Regions from separate parts of the Zea mays genome. Here regions 2 and 3 are each linked to region 1. Evidence: chromatin contacts called from public Hi-C data. All regions are on one chromosome and are shown on one strand. Each heading gives the region's core, a stretch centred on a gene start, on an enhancer-like site or on the middle of the called end of the contact. The rest is flanking DNA. Distances are from core to core; before and after follow the strand shown.

What was found. A called contact is a pair of places that touch in the nucleus more often than the background predicts.
Region 2: a contact with region 1 is called in a Hi-C map of endosperm, with 2.0 times the contacts expected there. The contact joins the promoter of LOC100274073 here to the promoter of LOC100192110 in region 1. A contact is called at or near these places in 2 of 25 Hi-C or Micro-C datasets (bundle sheath and endosperm).
Region 3: a Hi-C map of ear shows a contact between it and region 1, with 2.5 times the contacts expected there. The contact joins the promoter of LOC103643272 here to the promoter of LOC100192110 in region 1. A contact is called at or near these places in 3 of 25 Hi-C or Micro-C datasets (ear, leaf and tassel).

What each region holds. Positions count from the first base shown.
Region 1 is chr1:217,936,377-217,939,905 of Zm-B73-REFERENCE-NAM-5.0, reverse strand. LOC100192110 reads right to left here and starts at 1,533. Exons shown (of 2, transcript NM_001137533.1): 1 at 945-1,533; 2 at 114-657. The coding sequence starts at 1,208. The coding sequence ends at 232.
Region 2 is chr1:218,084,395-218,088,274 of Zm-B73-REFERENCE-NAM-5.0, reverse strand. LOC100274073 reads left to right here and starts at 2,049. Exons shown (of 4, transcript NM_001353587.1): 1 at 2,049-2,398; 2 at 2,525-2,601; 3 at 2,739-2,954; 4 at 3,044-3,747. The coding sequence starts at 2,275. The coding sequence ends at 3,511.
Region 3 is chr1:217,781,712-217,785,282 of Zm-B73-REFERENCE-NAM-5.0, reverse strand. It overlaps LOC103643272 (transcription factor JUNGBRUNNEN 1), which reads left to right and starts at 1,686. Exons shown (of 3, transcript XM_008666436.3): 1 at 1,686-2,047; 2 at 2,139-2,440; 3 at 2,525-3,571. The coding sequence starts at 1,861. The coding sequence ends at 3,214.

The DNA.
Region 1 (3,529 bases), core at 284-2,783:
TGAAGGCATGATGCGTGCAACAAGACAACACGTGTGACTGAACTTATGAATTGTTCTCTGAATGTTATGTTATGATCAACATAATAAATATGGAACACCGATCGCCTCCTTTTATTTGCAAAAAAAAAACTTTGAAGAATGGGGAATGAACATTCCATTATCCTCTTGCATAGAATGCAAGCAAAAGGACTAGCAGTATATTGCAGCAACTGACGTGAAGAGTGAGTTAGCTTAGAAAGCCGGGAACTCGATCCGGTTGCCGCAGGGCCTGCCGCTGGGGAGGACGGGGCAGTCGACGAAGCTGTCGCCGGCGGCGTCGACGCAGAAGTAGAGCTGGTAGAGCTGGCTGTTGCCGGCCTCGTCGCGGTTGCACTCCACGTAGGGCTCGAAGCCGGTGCCCTGGCGGATGGCGCCCTTGATCTGGCTCAGCGTGTAGTAGCCGCCGTCGGGCTTGACGCCGGCGGAGGTGAGCGCGCCGAGGACTCCCAGCTGGTCGCGGAGGCGCAGCGCGGCCTGGAAGTAGCCGTGCTCGTCGAAGACGTCGGCTGCGCAGGTGCCGTGCTTCTCCCACTCGTGGCCCCAGAAGCGCAGCCCGTCGTTGGACGGGCACGCCAGCGTCGGCCACTTGGCGCGGAGGCTGCTCAGCAGGTCGCTCACCTGGAACGTACAGTACATGCCAGCATCAGTCAGCATCGGATTTTTTTTTTTTTTTTTGCCAATAGCAGAGAACAGAAAGACCTCGCCGAATGAACAGCAAAAGCGCCAACAATCTAAAGCGTAACGTACGTCGTGAGGACACAATGCAAAAGACGTACGTGTTGGCACTTGGCACGCGCGGATGAAACCCAAGAACACGCCGCCGCGGCATGATCAAACACATGCGGGGCGGGGCGGCGCGAGAGGAAGAGGGGAAGGGGAAGATGAAGAATCGCGTGTGCATGCACCTTCGACGGGTTGAAGGCGTTGTCGGGGCTGCAGTTCTGCGGGTACGTGCCGTCGTCGCGGTTGGGCCAGAGGCCGTGGATCCCGAAGTCCGCCGCCGGCTTGCCGGACTTGGGGTAGCAGCAGCTCTGCTTGGTGTCGCAGTAGGCCCCCGGCCACTGCAGCACGAGGTAGAAGAAGTCGTAGTCCTGCGCCGCCGCGCGCCCGGCGACGGCCAGGACGACCAGCAGGACGAGGGGCAGGGAGAGCCGGCGCGCCGCCGCCATGGCCGGCCGGATAGCGCTGGTACGGGTTGGTTCTTGGGAGCTAGATGGACGGGTGGACAGAGTAGAACTTTGTTGCTTGCAGCGCAGGGATCGAGGTGGGAGATGAAGGTTGCGAGGCGCTGGGGGTGCGAATTTATAGGAAGCTTTGGGCGTGGGATCGGGAGGCAGCTAGGGTGGATGTGGATCCACGGCAAGGCGACGGTGGCGCGCACGCATGCGTATGGCAACAAAATGGCAGTAGCGCGCGGGGGCATATTCCCACGGGGACGAAGAAAAAGGAAACGGAAACCTAATCGTGCAATTCAAGAAGCGAGTGATCGCTTGCTTGCCGCAGCCTGCTGCAAGACATGGAAGCTAATTAACGAGCGGCCGGCTGGGGTTGATAGGTGTGGAAGGCAAGTAGGGCCGTTTAGCTGGAGAGTGACAGGGAGCTCGACATGCATGCATGGCTTGTGTGTGTTGTGGACTTGTGGTCGGCACGGCGGGACCACTCAGTCTGAATAATCCGACCTGCGCGCAGCGTTCACGCTTCACGGACGGTTTTCTTTATTTATTTGGAATCCGTTTCTACTTATCATTGAACTAAAACTAATGAACGGATGGAAAATAATGCATACAGTGGATATTATTTGGTAGTGCTGGATATCGAGCCGACTCGACTCGACTCGACTCGACTCGACTCGACCCGACCGAGACCAAACTGGCTTGTTAAGATAACACTTGAATCGACTCGTGAAGGGACCGAGCCAGATAACTAGCTCGGTTTGACTCATTTGCGAGCTCGAGTTGGCTTTAGCTTGTTTAGCTCGCGAACCATAACAAAAAAAACAATATAATCAATTACTATTTAATTGTAGACCAATTTAATATTAGAAAAGATTAATAATACTCACAATTTCACGTACCACGTCAATCCAACATCAAATTATCAAATTTCATCACTTATTAGTTCATCCATTACAAGTGCGGGGGTATGTTTTTTGCTCATTTAAGTTAGCGAGCTCGACTAGTTAACAAACCGAACTGAGATGTTAGCTTAACTCGTGAAAGGTTTGAAACGAGCCGAGTCGAGCCCTAGTCAAACCGACCACGAGTCGAACGAGCTCACGGGACATGAGTATTTTGTCCAACCCTACTACTTTCTCGAGAGAGAACATTTACAGATTTACTCTTCCTTTTTGGGTTTCTGTAGAGAGGACTGTGGTCGAGAGTCCAACGCCGGTCTCCATCTCCAGTGACCAAGCGTGTAATCGAGGTTCCGCGCGCTTCTTTAATTTTCACACACACACCGCACACACAAAATAGGAGGATCGATGAGAAAAAAACTTGTGCACGATACGTGCGCAGTAGGGCACGTACGTCTCCTGGTTGGATATACCTTAGGGTGTACTGTTTGATTACACGGCGCGTAGGACCACCTCTTCGTTATCCCGGCGTGCTTTCCCGCTGCTGGGCAACGGCGGCGTACATACGTCGTGTCGCCGGTGAGCTTTCCTTGTCACGGTGGGGAAACAGGGGCGATCCAGCGGCCCAAGCGGCGGCAATCGTCATCGTGTACGTGGCGGCCGGAGCACGGACTTCTTTCTTATTTGGCAGCTAATAATAAGTATATATGAGACGTACGTGCCAACAAGGAGAAGAAGCCAGCAACAAGTTCTGCCACACACCATGGCAGGCAGGCAGGCAGGCAGCGTTACGCGACCATTTCACAGGAATCATGGTACCAACGGACCGCCATGTTGCTGGTGGAACCCCCTTAGCTTAGCTGGTGAATTGAAGCGGCCGACGTCACGTCACGTCACGTCACCGGCGAGGAACGTGGTCGGCTGTCGTGTGCGTGATCCAACAAAGCAGGATTAGGTCAAACGTAACACTTGTGAGTTGTGATGCAACAGAAAAGCTGTTCGTTTCGTGTTCGTCTCGCGTAACTCTCATCTGAGACGCCAAGTCTGTCGTTGCTTAATTGACACCATCTTTTTTTTTCCTTCTTCTTCTTCAAAAGGGTGGTTGAAAGCTACAAACGTTCAGCGTTTTGGACGTGACCCTCTTAGCTTGCTTCATCCATCTGTCTTCCTATCATGCATCCCCCTGCTTAAAGTCTTCCTCACTAGAAAATAAAAATAAAATAAATAAATAAATAAAGCTAATGGCACACTGGAGATGCGATGCTGATTACATACATGCAGGCGCACGCGGTTACCTTAGCTTTTTTAGTTTCATCAGTCTATGGAAAGCATCTCCTTAGCTACCTTAGTTTTTAGTTCAGTTCAGCGCCGCTTCTAACTGACAGGCTTTAGTCAGATGCCCTGGCTCGGTCAGGC
Region 2 (3,880 bases), core at 800-3,299, 150 kb before region 1:
TCTAAGCATCTCTATTGTCCCTGGTGCGGGCTTCGGTGGCTCTTCGCGGACGATAGAGCCAACCGCCGCTGGGCCAGACCGTCCGGCCTCAAGCTTGAACTGTCCTGCGTGCGCATGGGCATGGGTTGTTCCCATAGAGGTGGTGGAGGATTTGGCTGTCCGGTGTAAGAATTCATCGGCATCCCATAAAGTGGCTGTGATTGGGCAATGCCCATTTGCAGCCGATAGATCTTGTGGGTTTTCTTTAGTTTCAACATCATGCGATGGAAAATTAGTAATGGCAGATTTATCAAACGCACGTGATAGCCTCCTATAATCCTCTTGCACACTCCTAGTATTTGTTGCATCTGTTCCTGCTGTTCATCTACGTAAGATCGAAGAGCTTGGATGTTGTTCGTGTTACTTACATCGGGTAGCTGCAACATGTCAGAGTGACGCCAGGTTAGTCTCTCGTATACGGACGACTTTCTGATTCCTGTCCATCTTGAAATTGGCCAGGCACATCGCCTTGGCCTCCTTGATCAGCTACTCCATGTGCTCCTCGAGTTCTTGCTGATATTCAGCCGATAGAGTCTCCATAGTCGGCTCGATGATATTGCTAGGGGAAACATCGGAGTGGTACATGGAACCGACCATTAGGGGCCAATTTCATGAATCCAAACGCCTTGTCCCCAGCGCAGTCGCTAAAAAGTGTGTTAGCGCCGATCTGGACGCCAATAACCGAGAGTTATACTGGCGACGGTGCTCTTTGCGGTGGCGCGGACGCTCTGTGGCCTAGGGTCGGATAGTCTGCGACCTGGCGGTAGGAGTGGGTCTTCCTTGTGTTGAGCCAACGCTTGGTGGCCGAACGGTTCGCGCGTGCAGTGGGGTGGCGGCGTTTGCCAACAACACCTTGATCTCGTCCCTCGGGAGGGACCCTGTCAGAGTGATGAGATTCTAGGTTTGTCTTGGGATTGGCAAGCCACCCAAGATGCCTCCATACGATGTAGAGTCGAAGAGAGGTGAAGATGGAGATGAAGAATGCTACATTACTGCTACTCTTAGGGCAAAAAAGTAAAGGAATTGATAAACTGGTTGATTGGTTCGATTGTTGGTGCGCGCAATCACCCGTACCCCTTTATATAGAGAGGTAGGTCTGGACACATTTCTAGGCGTTCTCTAACAGAATACACGAGTTTAAATAGATAAACATACAAAAAGGGGTAATCACGTCTAATCTCATCTAATCGCGGATCGTCCGTAGCCCGAGCTGTACAGCCACGTAGCCATACTTTCCGACTTTTCTCAGGTGGCATATATATATGGTGCTCAACACATAGATAGGGCATCTTTGATGCATATGCGCCATGTATCTATCTTCACTTGAAAGCAAACTTTCGTGTGCCGACAAAGCCTTGATGCTGCAGAGGAGAGGCAGCGTTTGCTCGTGAGAGTGTGAGACGGTGGTGGTGGGGCTCCGAGGGAGGACAGAATCCAATCCAAGGCGCAAGCAGGCGAGAAGGGTGAGAAAACAGCAAGAGAACAACAGCAATGCAATACAATGCACGAGAAATCAATGCGATGGCGGACAGCCCTTTGCTTCTCTCTCGTCTTCCTTTTCCACCTTTTTTTTTCGTTACATCAAAAGAAAATGTTTCTTTCTCTCTCTCAAGAAAAAAAAACTCTATCCTTTTGAGAGGGTTGTAGTTGAGCTGTTTCGCTTTTGCCCCGCCTACTGCTGCTGAAAGATTCTCCCTCTCTTCCAGGTCAAAGAAGTGAAAGCAAAAGCAGCAAACAATTGGGGTGGTGAGTGGTGACATGGAGGATGCAAAAGAAGATGCTGCCATGGTGCCATGGCCAGGCCTGGCCCTGGCCCCCAGCTGCCTCACGCGCCATATTCCCTTGCCTTGCCCGCCGATTCGACCCCGGGCGTATCCATCCATCCATACATATGCCGCTGCCCGCTGCAGGTGGAGACGGAATATCTCCGAGCGGTGCTCTGGTGGAGTCACACGAAAGGAACCGACCGGCCGCCTATCTATAAGAGCCCCCGCGCAGCTCGCAGTGGCATCTGGCATTCGATCGATCACCTTGCTGCTGCTGCTGCTGCTGTCGCTGGTTGGCCAGGAGCACACCAGCTGCTTGCTGTGTCGCCGTCGTAGAAGCAGCCGCGCGCTGTCGTCGTCGTCTCGTCCGCGACGCGACCACTCCGGCGGCTGCTGCTGCCTCTCATGCTGGCCACGCCACCGACGCTTTTGTGATACCATACGAAGCGCCGCGGCGGGCACGTTGGAGATGTCGTCGCTGGGTGGGCAACAGCAGCACGGGCGCGGCGACGAGGCCAGGGCGCGGCTCAGGTGGACGCGCCAGCTGCACGGCCGCTTCGTGCTCGCCGTGGCCCAGCTCGGCGGCGCGGACAGTGAGTTCCTCTCATCTAAGTCGTCCGCCCACGAACTCGCAGCCAGAGCCTGTCCAGTCCTTTCTTTGACCGCTTGCTTGAATGCTACTACTACCGACGTCGGCTTTCGTTACCAAAACATTGCAGAGGCGACGCCCAAGTCCGTGATGAGGGCGATGGCCGTGTCGGGGCTCACGCTGTACCACCTCAAGAGCCACCTCCAGGTACCGTACATCCCGCCTCGGCCTCCGGCGAATTGTTCGTCTCTTGATTGATGATCCGTGCGCCGCTCAACTCTGCCTCCTGATCGACCCTTCGATCATGTGGTCCACACCACACCACACTGTCACTGCTGCTGCAGAGGTACCGGCTGGCGGTGAGCCAAGGCACCGCGTCCCCGGTGGGCGAGGGCGACAACGGAGGTGGCGCCAACGAGCGGTCGTCCTCCTCGGAGAGCCAGCTGGACGAGTACGACGACGGTTCCGTGGCCGACCTGCATGGTGATTCTTCCGGGAGCATGGCGGCGCGGGTGCAGAGAGAGGCGAAAAGGAAGCGGCATGAGCAGATGCAGATCGAGGTAAACGATGGGTCGGTGTCGGTCGATCACCATTCCGAGCTCGTGGTTTCTGATCAAGCTGCTGAGCTCGGTTCATTCATGCATGCCAGGTGCAGCGGCACCTCCAGCTGAGGATCGAGGCGCAGGGGAGGTACATGCAGTCCGTGCTGCGCCGGGCGCAGGAGGCCCTCGCCGACCACATACTGGGCTCGCCGGCCACCGGCGCGGAGGCAGAGCTCTCGGAGCTGGCCTCCGCGGTGGAGACCGGGACCGGGTGCCTGTCCTCCACTTCCTGCTGCTCCACCTCGCCTTCCCCGATGCGCCACCGCTCCGCCGACAGCTGCGTGACGTCCTCCTCCTCCTCCTCCTCCTCGGAGGCCGAGAGCCAGGCCCCCGCCGGCGCCAACACGTGCGCTGGTACGCGCGACTGCTCCGTCGAGCGGCCGGTGCAGGGCGAGGAGAGTACATTCCTGCAGAGGCACGAGGACGAGGACGAGGCAGAGGAAGCCGACGTTGGAGCTGCAGCTGCAGCTGAGGACGAGGACGGCACTTCGTCAGAGATTGATCTCAACAGGTAGGCGACGAAGATCCTGATCAGAAGCATCTGTGCTGCATGTGCCCAGCATCGGATGATTGGCGGGGTGGCCTTCAAGGTTGGGACTTGCTTGGGAGGGGGCAGGCTTTTGAGCAACGTCTGCTGCTGAAACAGCTGGCTACATACACTGCAAGTCTGCAGCGACCACACTGCTCTTCATTCCATAATATATGATATACATAATATTCCAATTTATGCAAATGGTTCTTCTGCTTCATGTATGTACCCCTGTGAAAAATCATGGCTTGAACTAGAGGCAGGCCCAGCTGCAGATGATGCATGCCGTATGCTTGAGGTGCAATGCAATGCAAGGATGTATGCATAGTACAGAACTGTAGTAGCAGAGGCGGAT
Region 3 (3,571 bases), core at 437-2,936, 150 kb after region 1:
ACATAACGCACATGGTTGGCTGGTTAAAGTCGGTCCTACTTTTGATCAATTTCTCTCCAAATATGCTAGCAAGAAGGTCGTTCTACGTGATCGGCCAACAAAGAAACACTGGCACCCGCTAAAACAAAACGGCACAAAAAGCGAAGCAGCAAGCATCACCTAGTCATCCAGTGATGCCAGAATGATTTCACCCGGCTATTCATCATTGATATATTATCCTATTCAAATGTGGAACGGTACGACGTTGAACCCATGGTACATGCATAGTTCCTTTGCCTCTTTAGGCTAGGGACACCTCCATTCTATACCTTTTGATCTATTCATGAGATGGTCATAGCCAAGAAAGATGCAATCTGAAACTGCCTTTATGCATTGGAGCTCAATTGAACGATCACCCTATTGGATTGAAAAGCCGGTGACTTGCGTCGGACTTAATTCTTATTTCGGTAACAAGGTAACTTGTGAGATCTATTGTTTCCCGAAGGGTGCTGGTAGTACATATGCTTTTAGTTCGTCAACCTTTACCAAAAGGCAAGGGGGCATATGTTGAGTACAAAAATAACGTGCGGACGGTCGGACCCTGAGGCCAGATGGTCCACGGTCTGAATTGTCCGCCATAGCAGCACAGATGGTCCGCCCGTGCGCAGAATCAGTTAAGGTTCCGGATTTCTAGCGGGATTTGTTAGCAAAACCTGCGGGATTAACTTGAGAACCGACTTGTAATGGGTCCAGACCTCCACCCTTTTTATAGATGAAGGGGTACAACCGATTAAACCCCCACAATCGATCAAATCAATTATATATACTTATCATTTTTACCTTACGCATTAGGAGTAGCCCTAGTTTAGCCTTCATCTATCTCGAACCTTCACATCTCTTCGGCTCTATGTTAACTAGAGGCGTCTTGGGTGGTCTGCCAGCCTCAAGACACACCCTAAGATCTCTCCTACCTGACGAGGTCCCTCTCGGGATGCGAGATCTAGGTCTACTACGAAGAAGACAGCCCTCTACGCCATCTGGACCGTCCGAGCCCCAAGCGTAGACCTTCCAGACGTACGTAGAGAAGGAGCCGCTCTTGCGTTCAAGTTGTGGACTGTCTGGCCCAGGGCCGCGGATCATCTGCGCCTCCGCAGAGAGCACCGCTAGACGGTTCATTTCCCGGTGTTTAACGTCCAGATCGGCACCAACAGTAGGCAAGAGAAAAGAATTTCTCAAGAGAAACCAAGTAGCATGAAACTTTGTCTGTGTGTGTTAGGATTATGTCAAATTCAATGCAAAATGCATTTAGCGGCCACAAATCATATTAGAACCCCAAAGCACAAACTGACAAAAGCAATGCATAAAGCTACATGGGAAGGGATTTTTGGATCCAGAACCCTGGAGGAACATATCTTGAAGTTCATGCAGATCAAAGTAAAAGTTGGGCGTATTTTTCAGGCTGTTTTGTTTACCTGGGGAGGCTCAAACTGGTATATGAAGCACTGCTGCTTAGTTTAAGGATTGTTTTGACTGCCGTACCTGGGTGGTGTAAGTGTGAACCGAAAGGGACGGAGACAGTCTTATCTCTCCTAGATTGTCCTTATTGAGTCACTGATCCGCCATTTAAATAAACCATGACAGCTTCAAATAGAGAAGGAAGTACATACAATTGTTTAATCTTCAGGCTGGTGGGCCTCATCAAGCACCTCTGGCCTTCATATATAAACACAAGGTGTGTAATAGATTTGCAAGTGCAGTAGTATACAGTTCTTGGGTGTTGTCTTCACCTCAGCAGCTTCATCCCAGAAAGCCATTCACAAGATACCTTGTAAGTTTGTAACCAGGAGCAAGCAGGGGCTTCATCGCTTTAGTTTGCAAGGTATGGAGGAGAGGAATGGCACCAACATGGAGAAGTCAGATGAGATCCTGATGCCGGGTTTCCGGTTTCATCCCACCGACGAAGAGCTGGTCAGTTTCTACCTCAAGAGGAAGGTCCAGCAAAAGCCTATCTCCATCGAGCTGATCAGGCAGCTGGACATATACAAGTACGACCCGTGGGATCTCCCAAGTAAGAAGACGCCACACCTTCTTTCAGAACTCGTACTGCTCAGACCTTCTTTCTTGAAGTTTACGGTTTGTTCTTGTTCATTCATCAACAGAGCTTGCGAGCACCGGTGAGAAGGAGTGGTACTTCTACTGCCCAAGGGATCGGAAATACCGCAACAGCGTAAGACCAAACAGAGTGACGGCAGCCGGTTTCTGGAAGGCCACAGGGACAGACAGGCCGATCTACTCCTCCGAGGGCACCAAGTGCGTGGGCCTGAAGAAGTCCCTCGTGTTCTACAAAGGGAGAGCGGCGAGAGGGATGAAGACCGACTGGATGATGCACGAGTTCAGGCTCCCTTCGCTCGCCGATCCCTCGCTCCCCAAGCGTCCGATCGACAAGACCATTCCACTCAATGTAAGTAGCTAGCGTCTGCAGGCAATTTCACATTACTGTACAGTCCAAGAGCTAGATTCCAAACGTGGTTTTTGGCGCAAGCAGGACTCGTGGACTATCTGTAGGATCTTCAAGAAAACCAGTTCGCTGGCGCAACGAGCGCTGTCGCACACCTGGGGGCCCCCACTGCTGGGGGCAACAGAGGCAGATGATATGATCAACGCGTTGCAGTCAGTGCAGGCTTCAGAATTCGCTCTCGAGAGCTCACTGCAGGTTGCACCGGCTGCGCCTGCAGCAGGCCAGTTCAGCAGCAGGCATGGCTTGCATGTTCATGGCCAGCACCAGCAGAAGAAGGGTACCAACAGCCCGTCTCTGGACGGCTCCTCCTCATGCAAGCTCATCAACTTCACCAGCAGCAGCCCATCCGAGGAGGGACGACCCCAGAGCTTGAGCTTCCCAGTCACCTTCCCCTTTGAAGTGCAAGGGACGCACAAGACTGCAGCCGCCGCGCCAGTCTTCTTCGGCGCGCATCCTGATCATCACCTCGGTGGGTTCGTTGTCGACTCTTCTGCCGATGTCAATGGCGGCATCGTCGGTGGCAGGAGCCAGGACTCGTCCACCAGGAAGCCCAGCAATAATGGCTTCAGCACCAGCAGCGGTGACTGGGAAACTGCGGGGAGGGTCAGCTTCCCTTTTGATCTGGGTGCAGATTCTTCAGAGGAGTGGAGGTGCAACATACCCTGGGAGTCCTTGCTGACCCCGGCTGCTGTCCAGGCTGAGCTGCTGCCACACTAGGGCAGGGCAGCGGCATTTAGCAATTGCATTGCATTACGGAGAGTATCTCATAGGTTTACATGTACAGTCTACAGGTGCTGTGAGTGTGAGTTTCCTTCATCTGTTAGCATTTCTGTTAGCTGCAGAAACATTTTTTTTTGGTTCAGTTTTGGTTAGGAATGCCATGTACATACCACGAGCTATGTAGCATTGTTAACAGCAAAGCTAACAGAGAGAAGGAACCTTGTGTTGTACGTACACTATTCAGCTCTTTGAATACTTCAGTGCAAGTTTGAATACTTTATTGCGTCAAAACACTGGGGCCAGTCTGCATTAAACTACATTTTGGACTGGTACCTCCCATTGAACTACAATCGA